Regions from separate parts of the Mus musculus genome. Here regions 2 and 3 are each linked to region 1. The links are chromatin contacts, called in public promoter capture Hi-C maps. All regions are on one chromosome and are shown on one strand. Each heading gives the region's core, a stretch centred on a gene start, on an enhancer-like site or on the middle of the called end of the contact. The rest is flanking DNA. Distances are from core to core; before and after follow the strand shown. Region 1 has its middle 11 kb from the start of Mir5124a. Region 2 has its middle 210 kb from the start of Gm32243. Region 3 has its middle 280 kb from the start of Gm32243.

Region 1 (4,643 bases), core at 632-3,131:
TAAAGTCAGTCATAGAGGCAGAGCAATTGAGAGGAAGTGAACATAAGATTACTGAGAAAAAAACCGTAGAGAGTAAGGGAAAGTCAGGAGGATGGATAGAGAGACAAACAGGAAGTAGGAGAGAGGGACACCCTGACTTTTTTGAGACAGCGTGAGATAGAGCATGGCTTCTGGGGCATTGGTTGAGGAGGAAAGTCAGCTGGGTTTGGTCTCCGCCTCTCTGAGCTGGCAGGTGTTCACCCCAGCATCAGGCTCCCGAGCTTCATTGGTAAATCCAAAGATTGATATTTTGTCAAAAACATCAGTAGAGCCGGGCATGGTGGTGCACGCCTTTAATCCTAGCACTTGGGAGGCAGACACAGGCAGATTTCTGAGTTCGAGGCCAGCCTGGTCTACAGAGTGAGTTCCAGGACAGCCAGGGCTACACAGAGAAACCCTGTCTCGAAAAACCAAAAAAAAAAAAAAAAAAAATCAGTAGAACCTTGTGCCTCACCTGAAATGCCACAAGGATCCTTCTAGAAATGCCTGTGGTTATTTACAGTATTGTTTTGGGTAACACTAGTCGTTTTAAGAAGAATAAGTATGGGTCTGGGGAGAAGATGGCTCAACAGGAAAGGCATGTGTCAACAACACCTGAGTTCCGTTCCTGGGACCCACATGAGAGAAGGAGAGAAGTTACCCATAGATTGTCCTTTGACCTCCATATACACATAGAAGTACATACAATATACATGTGTACACACACACACAATACACACACCACCCATAAATAATAAAAAAATGAGCATTATTATATATGATTTATTTCTACTTAGTGTGCAGAAGTATCTTACCCGCATTTATGTATGTGTACCATGAGCACTCCTGGGGCTGGAGATCGTCACAAGAGGCTGTTGGATTCCCTGAAACTGGAGTTACAAATCGCTGTGAACTACCCTGTGGGTGGAAGCAACTGAACCCTAGTCCTCTGTGAGCATAGCAAGTGCTCTTTGCCATCTCTGAAGGCTCTTTCTTTCTGGAGCCTCTTCACTGCCCCAGAGGTAACCATTCTATATCCTGAATTCTATGTTTGCCCAATAGGAGGGCGATGAGCGACCCAAGGGGGAAAGAGAAAGCTCAACCCAGGTTGGCCATTAGCTCAAAGTTGATGCCCAGCGTTCCAAATCCAGGAGGTGACCAGATTAAAAAAAAAAAAAAAAATCAGGAACCAGGATAGATCTGCTGGTTATTCAATAATTCTCAGAGCATGTATTTGTTTCAGAGGTCAATGGAACATATCGCTGCTACCTTAGGGCATACTCTCCCTGAAGGACTTTAACCAGTTTCTGTTACATCAAGTTAACGCTCCTGAGGACTGAATTTACGCCAGTGCCTGTGAAAAGGGACTACTTCAGTCTCACCTGTACCACCATGAAATGTGGATTTCCCACAACTCATTTTATCATGACATCACCTCTGGGCCCAAATTAGAAACCAAATAAGCTGGTGGAACTTTTTGAATCTAGGAATGCCTGGTAAAAGCCTGCATCAAACTCATTTTTTAAATATGAAGTTCACAGGCATCTTCCTGCGTTCATTTCCTGCTCTCCATCCCCCTGCCTTAAAAAAAAAAAAAACAAAAAAAAACCTACCACCACCAACCCCCCCCCCCCCCAAAAAAAAAAAAAAACCCTTACAGTTTTAATTTTTTACTATTGTTGAATTCGGAGCCCTGTCTCACTCTCCCGAATGTTTGCAGTCACAGGAAACAGCCTGAAGCACCAGGGGTTTAAAATAGCCAGGGAGCCTGGTTAAAAAGTTCCCTGGATTGGGTGAAGGGAGGAGGCTCTTCCCAAGCTCGGAGCCTCTAAGAGTCACGTGTTCTCCTGTTCTTAGCTCCCGCGGGGTGTAATTTGAGAAGACAGGTTCCTCCCAACCCCTCTATCTCGGTCTGGTGAGGACTCCCCTAAACAGCCTCTGGATGTGGGTTTCCTTTCGTAGCTAGTCACCCATGAGTCTTAAGGAATTTTTTTTCCCTTTCGATCCTGGGGCTACTGGAAGACTGGCGGCAAGGCAGCTATCACACCCTGCTCATGGCTGCTCCGTGGTGTCCAAGCTAATTTTAGACCTTGAAGAGAAGTCACCGGGAAGAATGATGGGTAGAAAATGATCAGGTTCTAGGGTTTAATTTAAAATGGCGGGAAACAGGGCAGTAGGGAAGGAGAAATGAAGCGGGTCTTGTCAAGTTCAGACAAGATAGGTAACTGAGGTGGAACAAGGTTGGAGCTGGGGCTGAAAGATCCGGAGCCCTTCTGTGTTGATGTGTCCGGCCATCGCAGGCTTTGTGGGCTAAGTGCTTAGCGAGGAGGTGAGCCCCAGACCACAGGAGTTTTGACAGCCCCGCTTTGTTGCAGAAAATCAACAGGTTCGAGTGTATTTATAGTTTTAGGTTGGATGCTGTTGTAGTTTGTTTTCTGTTGTTGTTTATAAAAGTCATGATCAAAAAGCAACTTGGGGAGGAGAGCGTTTATTTCATCTTAGTTTACAGTCCATCATGAAGTAAAAAAGAGACAGGAACTCCAGTAGGAACCTGGAGACCGGAAATGACGTACAGAATATGGGGGAATAATCATTAGTGCCTTGCTCCTGGGCTCCTGTTTAGCAATATTTCCTGTACAGCTCAGGCCCACTTGCCTAGGAATAGTACTACCCACAGTATTTTGGATCGTCCTACATCATTACCAATCAAGAAACTGCTCCCAGACATGCCCACCAGCCAGTCTGAGACACCCAGTTCTTTAACTGAGGTTTCTCTGTTCTAGATATTTCAAGTTGAGAACCAAGACTAGCCATCACACGTATTTTGTAAGGGTGGATATATTTTTACATGTTGGGTATATCTTAGACACTGGTATTAGTATGGGGTCTATTCCTGATCAATTTCACAATCTGATTTTGAAGTTAAGGAAACAAAAACCACAGCTTCTGTGGGTAGAGTTCTATATTAGGTTGAGCCTGCATTAAGAAGAGTGCCAAGGAGTATCACCTCCCTGTAGATTAGAGGTCAAAGAAACAAGGTCCATCCTGCTGCAGGGTAGCCAAGCCCAGGAACGCCAGTCTCCCTGTGTCTTACAGACCAGTCTGCAATGAGCCAGTTGGTGCTTTGTTCTCTGTTTGGCTAAGGTGTTATCAATTGAGGAAAGAGGGTCGACTAAGTTTCAACAAAGGCACAGGGGTCATCTCAGCCCTTGGGAGACAGACACTGGAGGATTAAGTAAGTGTCTGAGGCTGCTATGAGCTACATAATGAGAGTTTTTCTCCGAAGTAAATGAAAAGAAAAAAAAAGAGAAAGAAAGAAAGAAAGAAAGAAAGAAAGAAAGAAGGAAAGAAAGAAAGGAAGGAAAAAAGGAAGAAAGGAAGGAAGGAAGGAAGGACATGTTAATTTGCTTACTTGATCTTTAAAATAACAAGGAAAGTCCTCACACACTTGTAACTCTACAGGGTCCTGGGTTGCTTCCTTTCTTTAAAAAAAAAATTGTGTGTGTGTGCACACGTGTACGTGGGCATGCACACTCTCATGGTGTGTGTGTGCACGTGCGCATGTGTGTGGTGGTCAGAGAACAACTGCTTTTCCTTCCACCATACAGGTCCTGGTGAGTTGAACTCAGGTCCTCAGGTTTGGCTACAGGCCCTTTTACCCACTCAGCCATATCACTAGCCCCTTGGTTCAAGGGTTCATTTTTCATTTTAGCCTGTTATTGGTTGAGTGAAGTTCGAGCTTCACAGGAGATATTCTGGAAGAGAGAGATTGATGTGCATTTTAAAATCCAGAGAGTGACAGTTACCTCTTAAAATCTGTAACTTTGCCCTTGTCTGAAAGAATAAGGAAGAGATTGTCACAGTCCGTTTGCAACATGAGATGCTCTTAGAGTTTGGAGAGCTAAAAGATGTGTTAGGGTCCTCCCTCCCACAACTGGCCTCCAGCCTCTCAAAGATCTTCATTCCTCTCTCCCTGAAGCATTCTAGTCATTAAAAACATCTTCAGAAACAGAAATCTTAGGTGCCATGGTCAAGTGTGATTCATTCACTCATTCATTCCCCACTCCTGCCTCCCACTCCACCAATCACTGCGCTCGGTTCTGAAAATATAGAATATAAGTTTAGCCCAAATGGGCCCAAGCCCCCTGGGTCTTAGATGCCATGGGGGTGGTGGTGGGGAATTAGTGGTAATGGCGAGGAAGCCGAGTCCTTTCAATATCCTTCTCCCCGTATTTTTCCAGCCAGTTCATCTCCATAGAACAGGTTCCCAGAGGGATCGAGTTGCCTGGAAGTGGTCCACAGAGGCATTCTGCGGGAATCCTCTTCTGAGGCAAAGGCGTTCACTGCATTGTTTATGAGTGGAACAATAAAAGCTGGAACTCGAGCTGCACGAGGAAAGAACGGTGCGCCTCCGGTCACACCCGAGGCTAGAAAACAGTGGCTACAGGGAGTGGCCACCAGAGGTTCTGATTCCCCAACCTATGCCCAGGTGTGACCTTCATCCCGGGGGACTCCCAGTTCCGGAAGTTACAAAGGTCTAAGTACCTCACCCTCCTCAAAGGCACGGGGCTGAGGATAGGCATCCCAGGACAACCTTCCCCTTTGCCACGCAGGGCCTGCCTCTT
Region 2 (4,534 bases), core at 1,018-3,517, 1.4 Mb after region 1:
CCTCTATATTTCTAGACAGGTGTGTCTCGTTGAACTTGAAGGTCATGGTGTTGGTGTGCCTGTCTGATAAATAAGCATCAGGGATCTGCCTGTTTCTGTTCCTCCTCCTCCAAGTCTTGGATTTCCCGTAGGTCCTGGAGATCCAGAGCAGGTCCTTGTACACACACCACAGGCTTTGTATTGGCTGAGCCATCGCCTTAGCCTCTCTCGTCGTAACTACCCTTTAATTGGGTTTGAGAGAGAGAATTTAAGATGTTTTCACAGATGTGTTGCAGATAGACAATCCATTACAGACTTGAAAGGGAAAGGGAACTTTTAAAACTGTATCGCAGATGGAAATTTTTAGAAAAATCCTCAATGTGTTGAAAGATAGAATAAATTGAGCAGTAAAAAATAAAATTAGAAGAAAAAAAAGAAAATATAATGCATCCAAGAACATTGAGACATTTAATAAATACAATAATTTAGTTGCCGTACTGGTAGTCTCATTAATAGATAATTATTTGTATCATTATTGTATCACGAAATATGTCTAAAGTACACGTAAGGGTACCGATGAGGGACCGGGACTGGCTTAGTGGATAAAGTGCTTGGTAGTGCAAGTGTGAAGATCTTAGTTCAGATCCCCAGCATCATTTAAAAAAAACTCTGTTCGCTAATTGTGTCTGCAAACTCAGCTCTGGGAGCCTGAGCCAGGAGGATCCTGGGAACTGTCAGTACAGCCAATCAGAGCTCCACGAACAATTGACCTACCCTGCTGTAAACAGTATAGAGCTGTGGAGGAAGACACGTGACGTGGACGGCTCGCCTTCACAGGCTCACGTGGACACCCCGACGCACATGTGGACACCCCGCCCCATACAGTACACGCAAAGACACGTGGATAAGAACGAAAGTGAACTTTCTCTGGTATTTTAGGTCTGAAATTTCTGTCTCTGGAGGCTGAGGGTTGAAGACACTGAGTTTGAAGTCAGTCTGGGTGACAGCAAACAAACAAACAAATAACAACAAGGACAATCTATCTTAGGGAATACGGACAAAGAAGAAAGGAGGGAGGAGGAGGTGAGTGGAGAAGAACAGAGAAAGGAAACGGAAAGAGAAAGAGAAAGCCACGCCCCAGCTTATGACCAGACACCTTAACATCATCCAACACTGAGAATGTCAATGGATTGAAGCTGGCTTTAACCCTTTGCTTAAACATACCCACTACTTGGTTATTTCTTCCTTGCATGCATATCTTTTATTCTGTTTATTCTCTGTAGTTACACCACCGTATGCCTTATATTTTACACGATTTGAGAATTTGTTTTAGTTTCTACATCTGGTTAGAAAGCGAAGACCATCTCTATCCCCGTTTTCTTAGGGCAGAGATTCACTCCTACCTATGGCAGCCAGAAACTCGGTGGACAAAACACAAATATTTGCGGGGCGTTTGTAGCAGAGCCTCTAAACTAGGCAAGGGGAACAGGCTGGGCTTTAGCAGGGGTCCACTTCAATCTGGAATAATTGCTTTAAACGCTGTAAATATTCATTTGATACCATTTGCCACAGAATAAACAATTCCTTACCACTCGCAAACACTTCTGAGGTTTTCAGAATACCAGAAGGATTTATTTACTTCCTGTAAAACAACAGGGGTCCCTAATCCTGTCAACAGATTAGGAGGCTGCCATGGGAGGTTGTTTGTGAAATGCCGCCATCTATGGGAGAGCTGTGTGTACTGCAGGCGAAACCACAAGGCGCCCCACGGCCTCACGACGTGGTTAGCTCAGCAAATGGAGCAGCTCTTAGTCAATAAACAGGAATAAAAATTATACCCCTGGCCAGAAAATACACACTGGAAACTCCAAGCTGGCACTTAACACTGCCACAGCTATTTTTTTGAGGGAAGAAGTGAGTTCTACAGCCGATGTGTCCTCAGGACACTGAGTAGCTTTGATCTATAACTTACTGAAACCCCTCCCCTGCCCCCTCATCTTCACCCCCATTTTAATCCAGAATGTGATGTCATCTTCCACGTACTCACAACCACGTAGGTTTTCTTGGTTAATCAAAGCGGGTTTCACATCTTCCGCTCTGCGTAGCCAGCAATGGAAAACAAACTTAGGTATCCCCATACGTAATTGATACCTATGAGCTGGGGCAATGTACTACCCATGAACACAAGTCAAAGAGATTCCAATCTAGTCTTTCCTACTGTTCATGCGCTCGGAGTCCTTACAGGGACAGCGCAAAGTACATTTTACTGTTCCGAAGAACCTCGGATATTATATGTGTGCTTGGCTTCAATGATAGTTAATGATCACCCAACTCTAGGAACTGACCATTGTCACCCGTGTCCCTATTTGAACAAAAAAAAAAAAAAGAGCTAAACCGAAAGTTAGAGAGACTGAGTGAGACACAATTTTTTTTTCTCTTGCTGTGATAAATACCACAAGCAAAAGCAACACAGGAGGAAGGAAAGGTTTCTTTACTCTCACCAATCTTCCTCATCAGACTTCAGGGTAGGAACTCGAGGTAGGAACCTGGAGGGAGGGACTGAGTGGAGCACATGGAGGAGGGCTGCTTACTGACTTCTGCACTGGCTCATTCAATTTGTTTGTTTATATAACACAGACCACCTGCCCAGGTGAGCTTGTCTCTCCCATGTCAATCATGGTTAATGAAAATACCTCACAGACTTGCCTACAGGCCAATGGGATGAAAGCATTTTCTGAGCGCCCCTCCCCCCGCCCCCTTCCCAGATGAATCAAGCTTGGGTCAAGTTGACAAAAACTAATCAGTACTCTTACATTACTTAAGTTCCCATCAGTTAGCAATAAATATGGGATTTGAACACAATCCGTCTACAGTTATGGAGTAGCCATGAAAATAATGCTGTGGTTTGGGGGTCACCACAACATGAAGAACTGTTTTAAAGGGTTGCAGCCTTAGGGAGGTTGAAACCACTGCTCTGCTCTGGTCTTCAGATGGGGATTAGCGGCCACTCCTTTTCCTTCCTGGTGCCGTGGTAATGAATTTTGAACATTACTCTTTCACCGTGGAGTCCACGCCTTTGGAAACTCACAAGGAGTTTTCTTTGGGTGTGCCTGGGAAGTCTTTGTAGAGTGAATGAATGACACGGTATTCCTTTTCGTTAGACAATATTGCGTGTGAAGCTAGAATTAGACCATCTCCCTGGAATCATCTCCTAGATGTGTGGAAAGCTACAGAGAGAATTGCTCTACACCTCATGAGAAGCGTGGCCTGTCTTATTCAGCTTGGACCACTGTCATAACTTATACAAAACCAGAAAGCTTATGAACAAACAGTTCTCCTGTGTTCTGACCTTGCAGATAAAATCTGGAAGAAGCAGGCTGATCTCATTCTTGAGAGTAGAGCTCTGCTAACCTAGTTATGTCCCATCTCCTACTGGTGTCCTATTGGAGACTCTTAGCCTTCATTATATGAAGTTGGCAGGAAGAGGAATTTTCTGCAATATTGTCTTTTCTAGAACTCAGTTAAGAGTTAATACCCCATGGCAACTAAGATGAATAAACAGGGAAGAAATGGGTTACTCCAATGGCCACAGTGTAGCTGGCACCTACACAGGGTACACATCTGAGAAATGGGTACAAAGGAAGTAAGTGAGACTGTTAAGGATCCCTTTCGGTACCTTTTACAGGTAAGGGCTCAGGGCACAAGGAAAGTTCATTCTTAACATACTTTATTCACAAGTCTACTAGGTGTTCAAGGGAAAGGTTGTGGAATGGTCGGGAACAGAAACATGCTCTTTCAGGGCCACAGCGAAGTAGTGGTTAGCCTCCAGGGGAAAAAAGACAAAAGACCCCACTTCTTGTCATTGTCTTCTTCATTGTCTTCTTCTTCTTCTTCTTCTTCTTCTTCTTCTTCTTCTTCTTCTTCTTCTTCTTCTTCTTCTTCTTCTTCTTCTTCTCCTCCTCCTTCTCCTTCTCCTTCTCCTTCTCCTCCTCCTCCTCCTCCTCCTCTTCTTCTTATCCTCCTCCTCCTCCTCTTCTTCTTATCCTCCTCCTCCTCCTCCTCCTCCTCCTCCTCCTCCTCCTCTTCTTCTTCTTCTTCTTCTTCTTCTTCTTCTTCTTCTTCTTCTTCTTCTTCTTCTTCTTCTTCTCCTTCTTCTTCTCCTCCTCCTCTTCTTATTCTTCTCCTCCTCCTTCTTCTCCTTTTTCTTCTTCTTCATCTCCTCCCCCTCCTCCTCCTTCTTCTTCCTCTTCTTCCTGTCATTATTTTCTTCCTTCTGCTCTTTTTATTTGTGTTCTTCTTGCTTTATTTCTTTATTTTTTTTCCCCCGAGACAGGGGTTCTCTGTATAGCCCTGGCTGTCCTGGAACTCACTTTGTAGACCAGGCTGGCCTTGAACTCAGAAATCTGCCTGCCTCTGCCTCCCAAGTGCTGGGATTAAAGGTATGTGCCACCATGCCCGGTTCTTGCTTTATTTCTTGATCCTCTTCTTTTTCCTCCTCCTCTTCCTCTTATTTTTATTCTCTGTGCCCCCAAACCCAGTCTCTTCTTTATGAACC
Region 3 (4,524 bases), core at 978-3,477, 1.5 Mb after region 1:
TACAATCTAGGACGAAAACTACTAAAAGTTAACCCATTTCCTCTGTAAAAATCAAACTGGCTTTGGATTTAGTAATGCCATATTAATCTATTTGTTAAGATTACAAGCTTACGGCTTCTGTATTACATTAGTTTATAGGTGACTCCCATCAAGTACTAAAATCATCTACTGATGATAATGTCACTATAGAGTCCACTCTACAGAGGGCAAATGTGAAGGCTAACCTTTCATCCAGAACTAGAGGTGAATACCAGCTCTGGCAGGAACATCCATCCCCTTACTAGACACAGTAGAAGAACATGGATATACATTCAGTGCTGGACAACTTCTTGATGGCATCTAGATTCTGGAACCCATCAAATTGCTAAGAAGAAGAAATTATAAATCTGTGAAGTTTTGTAAGTTCTGTCCCCGCAAATGCATTCCCAACGATCATGAAAAATGCTATGGAAGGTGACCACAACTTCAACCACTTTCTGCCTAATACATGTGTTATTTATCATTAAGCATTATTATTTTATTTTAAGTCTGTTACAATAATCTGAGACTGTTTCTTCCTCCAAACAAACCTGTTTCATCCCCCATTCCAAAGACAAGAGCATACCATTTCATCTGAAGACAAACATCTCTTTCTTTCAATTTTAAAGAGTTGACCCTAACCTAATTTTATCACGCAGCAACAATTTTTGGCTTAGGGTGATTTTAAGCAGCTCCTTATTACCTTCTCGACATCTCTATCGCTTAGCTTAACCTCCATAAAGAAATCCCCTTCTCCTGGCTATTTTATTCTGCATAAACACAGTTTAAATAAATTACATGCACTGCCCTTCAGTCTGGCAATGTTCTGTGTTGCACATGATTGTGGGCAAGGACCTCAGAGAGGATGAAGGGCTTTGTTAGCTGTTTGGTTTTTTTTTTTTTTTTTTTTTCTCACAAAGCTACCAGTGAATGTTAGCATCTGGATAAGAAGCTGTGTTTTCTGGGTTCCTTTCCCCTGCCTCTTTCTCCTGATCAGTTTTGTATTAGATCTTTATGTTTTCATTATAACCTGGCAGCAAGAGCCTCCCTTAAATAGAAGAAGTGAATGAAGGCAATTTTTTCCATTAACAATATATTTCCCTTTGGGGTCTCTGGCACATTATTGTTCTTATTTCAAGGAGGAGAAACCCCGAGAAAACCGTCTTCAGTTGCAAAGCTTTATTCTGGATCCTATCTGAAAGCTACGCGTTTTGAATTCCTCTTATGAAAACATCCTAAAATTGCCAGGAAATGAACACAATTTGAAGCAGTCCTCCACATACATTAGAGAAAATGGTATGCTAAAAAAACAAAAACAAAAACAACAACAAAAAAAAAAACACACTTCTTTTCAATTTTCCCAAGTAGTCAATATGGAAAATCTGCAAGACTTGACATTTCAAAAATAAAGTAAAATATTACTGAAATGTAGTTTGGATCTAATTGCAATCTTTCTTGGGAAGTACAGAATAGTACACACACTAGGCCAGGTGTGTTTGTTTTATTGAATCTTTACGGCTGTGATATATAATGCCTTAAAATGCAGTTAGAGACATACACATACATTAGATTAATGTCCTCAGCCTATCTCTATAATATCATATTAAAACTTTGTCGGCAAAACCTTTAGGGTAACATGTAACCGACCCTAGGCTATCACCCATGATTTCTGTGACAAATTCTACTGTGAAGAAGAACAGGATGACCATGGCTGTTTATGTAATTCGCTCATGATCGAGACCTTAAAGAAAAGCAACCAGGATAGTTTCCAGAGTAGCTTCTCATAAACATAGAACTGTTCGCACTATATCATGTGAAAACATGCTAGCATACCATGAATATCATGATAAAAGGACAGAGAAAGGGAAAGAAATGGAACAAAGGGAAAGATTAAAATATCAGTTTTGGTTTAAAAGTAAAACCAGCTTTTGGAAGTCATTCAGAGATTCATTTGTTGGTTCTACACATATTGGTAATTCTCAACCAGAAAAAAATGTGTTATAAACTATAAATATGTAAATTAAAGCTGATCTGAATCTTAAAGTAGTCCTGGAAATGAGTAAATGAGCGGTCACCTTGTGTTAAGAAGGATCTCAAGGGGACATAATTTTGGCTTAGTTTTTCCTAACATTGTTGCTTCCTGCCAGGCTGGGCTCTGTCAGCTCATCTGGGGACAACCTACAATCACAGAGGTAAATGTTCAGAGATAAACACATTCCGGGAAAAGGTTATTTAATGGTTTTCCATGGATTTCAAAATCACTTTCCAACTATGTCGAGCCAACGAAAAAGATCTGATAATTTATGTTACCCAGATGTTAAGAAACCCAACAGCTTTCGCTACTCATAAATTTAACAGCATTAAGCACCTGCTGGCTCCAAGCAACGACCCCTGCCAAGAAGGAAGGAAGGGGCTTTGAGATACACTAATGGGCTCCTTCCCTTCCCATCCAAGCAGAGCTACAGTCTCAAACCTGAAGCCTCCCCACGGAGAGACCCCAAGTTTCCACACACCAGGAACCGCACAGACTTACTCTGCCAATCCTACAATGAGCATGGAAATGTGCAGGAAGAGCAGCAACCAGAGGTGGGAGAAGTCAAAAGAGCCCTGTTGACAGCTAACTCAGTCAATGGGAGAAGCCTAACAGTGAGCGAGAAAAAGCAAATACCAGCCGTTTGGAAGCTGACGGTTAATTGTAATCTATAGCCAGGGTAAGAGCCTGCCCCCAACTCCTGCCACTGAAGAATGTATGGAACACCTCTGGTGTTTGTTTCTTTGTTTGTTTTGGCTTTTGTTTTTTGGTTTTTTGTTTGTTTGTTTGTTTATTCTTTGTGTTGTTGGGGCTTGAACCCAGGGTCTTGTAGATGCAAGCTAAGCGCTCGGATTTTCCAACTAAGCTAAATTCCCTCAGCACCGGTGAACACTCTTTTAACTCTTCAGTTGCGATTTTATCATTCCCCTTGGCTAGCCCCGCGAACACAAGGTAGAGAACAAAGCGTTTGCTTGGGTTTAGACTGAGTTGCTTTGTATGGAGGGATTTATAAGCATCTAAATGGCAATAACAGGGGAATCTGCATCCAAAACACAAGGAAGAACGGAAAACTAACTTATTCACAGGAGTCTAGAATTTGGACTAAATACAGAGTAAGGAAATTGTAGATCTGTAACACTTCAGGTTTGCTGCCGCGTGGATGCAAACCGCCCTCTGTGTCTCTGTAGGAAGTTAGTCTGAGGCACCTCTGGGTTTATTTCCCTAGGTCTTAAACAGTTCGTAGAAGCTTGAAATTTTAGATCCACCACTAAAAGCAGGTATCGGTGGTGGCATGTAGTCATACAATACCAACAGGCACCAGTTGGATGAATCCATTTTCCCAACGATGTGAGCATTACTCTGCAGGAACATCACCCATATCAGTAGTTTCCAAAACTGACTCTAAAGACGGAACTCTTTATTTTGTGATGCGGAGCTAGCTCTGACTGTTTCCTACCCTTCTTCATTTTGCTGTGTTTATGAGTCCTCCTGTTAAGGGAAGTGAATAATTTGTAGCACATCTGCACACACCAGGGAATGTCTACCATTCTGACATGCACAGCCTCATATAACCCATTTCCACAATGCCCTCCATTTTGACTTTGCCAGTGATGATACCAAGCCTACACTTGACACTCATGGGGCTTCCTCTTCTGCGTGACTGACATCATCTTTTTCAGCACGGAGAAATATCTTGGCTTCTACCTCCTTATGTCCAAATAAGCTTGTAATTTGGAAACTTTTGAAAGTATAAAACTTCGAACTGTAGCTTCTTCTTTTTTACCCTCCTTCTTCACTGGCTAGCATATATATATATATACTGATTATACTGGGTGACTAAGGGAGGTAAGCTCCAGTTGCCTGATCTAATAACACAATCGGAAAAGCAGAAAAGTAATTCTTTTTTTAAAAAAATCAATAAATATTAATTATCACTATTAATGGGATCCATGTGATATTTCAATACATATATTCAATATGCACTTATCAAATATAACTTTCTCTTTGCCACCCCAATGCCCCTCGCATCTATTAGTCATTATTCAGCTTTCACTGTAAAGTTTTTAGGTATCATGTATAAGAGAAAATATCATTTTTGTCTGTCTGTGTTGTTAATCATTATGTCCTCCAGTTCTGTACACTCTGTAATCGTAGGTGTTCAGGCCAGAATGCAAAGAGGTGGCAAGGGAAGAGAAGCATGAGATTCGTTTTGGTGGAAAGGAGACAGATGATTCCCTGACCTCTGGAAATTGCCAACACTTAAGCACTGTAGATAACACCTTTGGATATTTAAAACCTACTAAGCGCACTCATCAGCACATCCTATGCCCCGAATCCATCAGTTCTCTCACCAGCTCTGGGAAGAAACAGACACGGAAAACTCCGTTTGTCCAGGATTACACAGTTGAATTAGCATCTATCGCAGTCTGCTGCTTCTAGAAGGTCAGTTGTTAATGACCAGTTGATAAGGCCTC

Evidence for each region. Promoter capture Hi-C pulls out the DNA fragments that hold promoters and counts their contacts.
Region 2: a contact with region 1 is called in a promoter capture Hi-C map of liver, with 8 times the contacts expected there. The contact joins two enhancer-like sites. A contact is called at or near these places in 3 of 39 promoter capture datasets (hippocampal neurons and liver) and 1 of 484 Hi-C or Micro-C datasets (liver).
Region 3: a contact with region 1 is called in a promoter capture Hi-C map of liver, with 6 times the contacts expected there. The contact joins two enhancer-like sites. A contact is called at or near these places in 3 of 39 promoter capture datasets (cranial neural crest, hippocampal neurons and liver).

What each region holds. Positions count from the first base shown.
Region 1 is chr13:40,852,014-40,856,656 of GRCm38.p6, reverse strand. No RefSeq gene overlaps it. Among named protein-coding and RNA genes, the nearest start is that of Mir5124a, 11 kb to the left of the region's middle. Within about 2 kb of position 1,881, at least 154 of the 459 cell types and tissues checked have an H3K27ac peak or open chromatin away from gene starts, as enhancers often do. A contact at or near this core is called in liver, where this site is marked.
Region 2 is chr13:39,438,259-39,442,792 of GRCm38.p6, reverse strand. No RefSeq gene overlaps it. Among named protein-coding and RNA genes, the nearest start is that of Gm32243, 210 kb to the left of the region's middle. Within about 2 kb of position 2,267, at least 9 of the 459 cell types and tissues checked have an H3K27ac peak or open chromatin away from gene starts, as enhancers often do. A contact at or near this core is called in liver, where this site is marked.
Region 3 is chr13:39,368,039-39,372,562 of GRCm38.p6, reverse strand. No RefSeq gene overlaps it. Among named protein-coding and RNA genes, the nearest start is that of Gm32243, 280 kb to the left of the region's middle. Within about 2 kb of position 2,227, at least 2 of the 459 cell types and tissues checked have an H3K27ac peak or open chromatin away from gene starts, as enhancers often do. A contact at or near this core is called in liver, where this site is marked.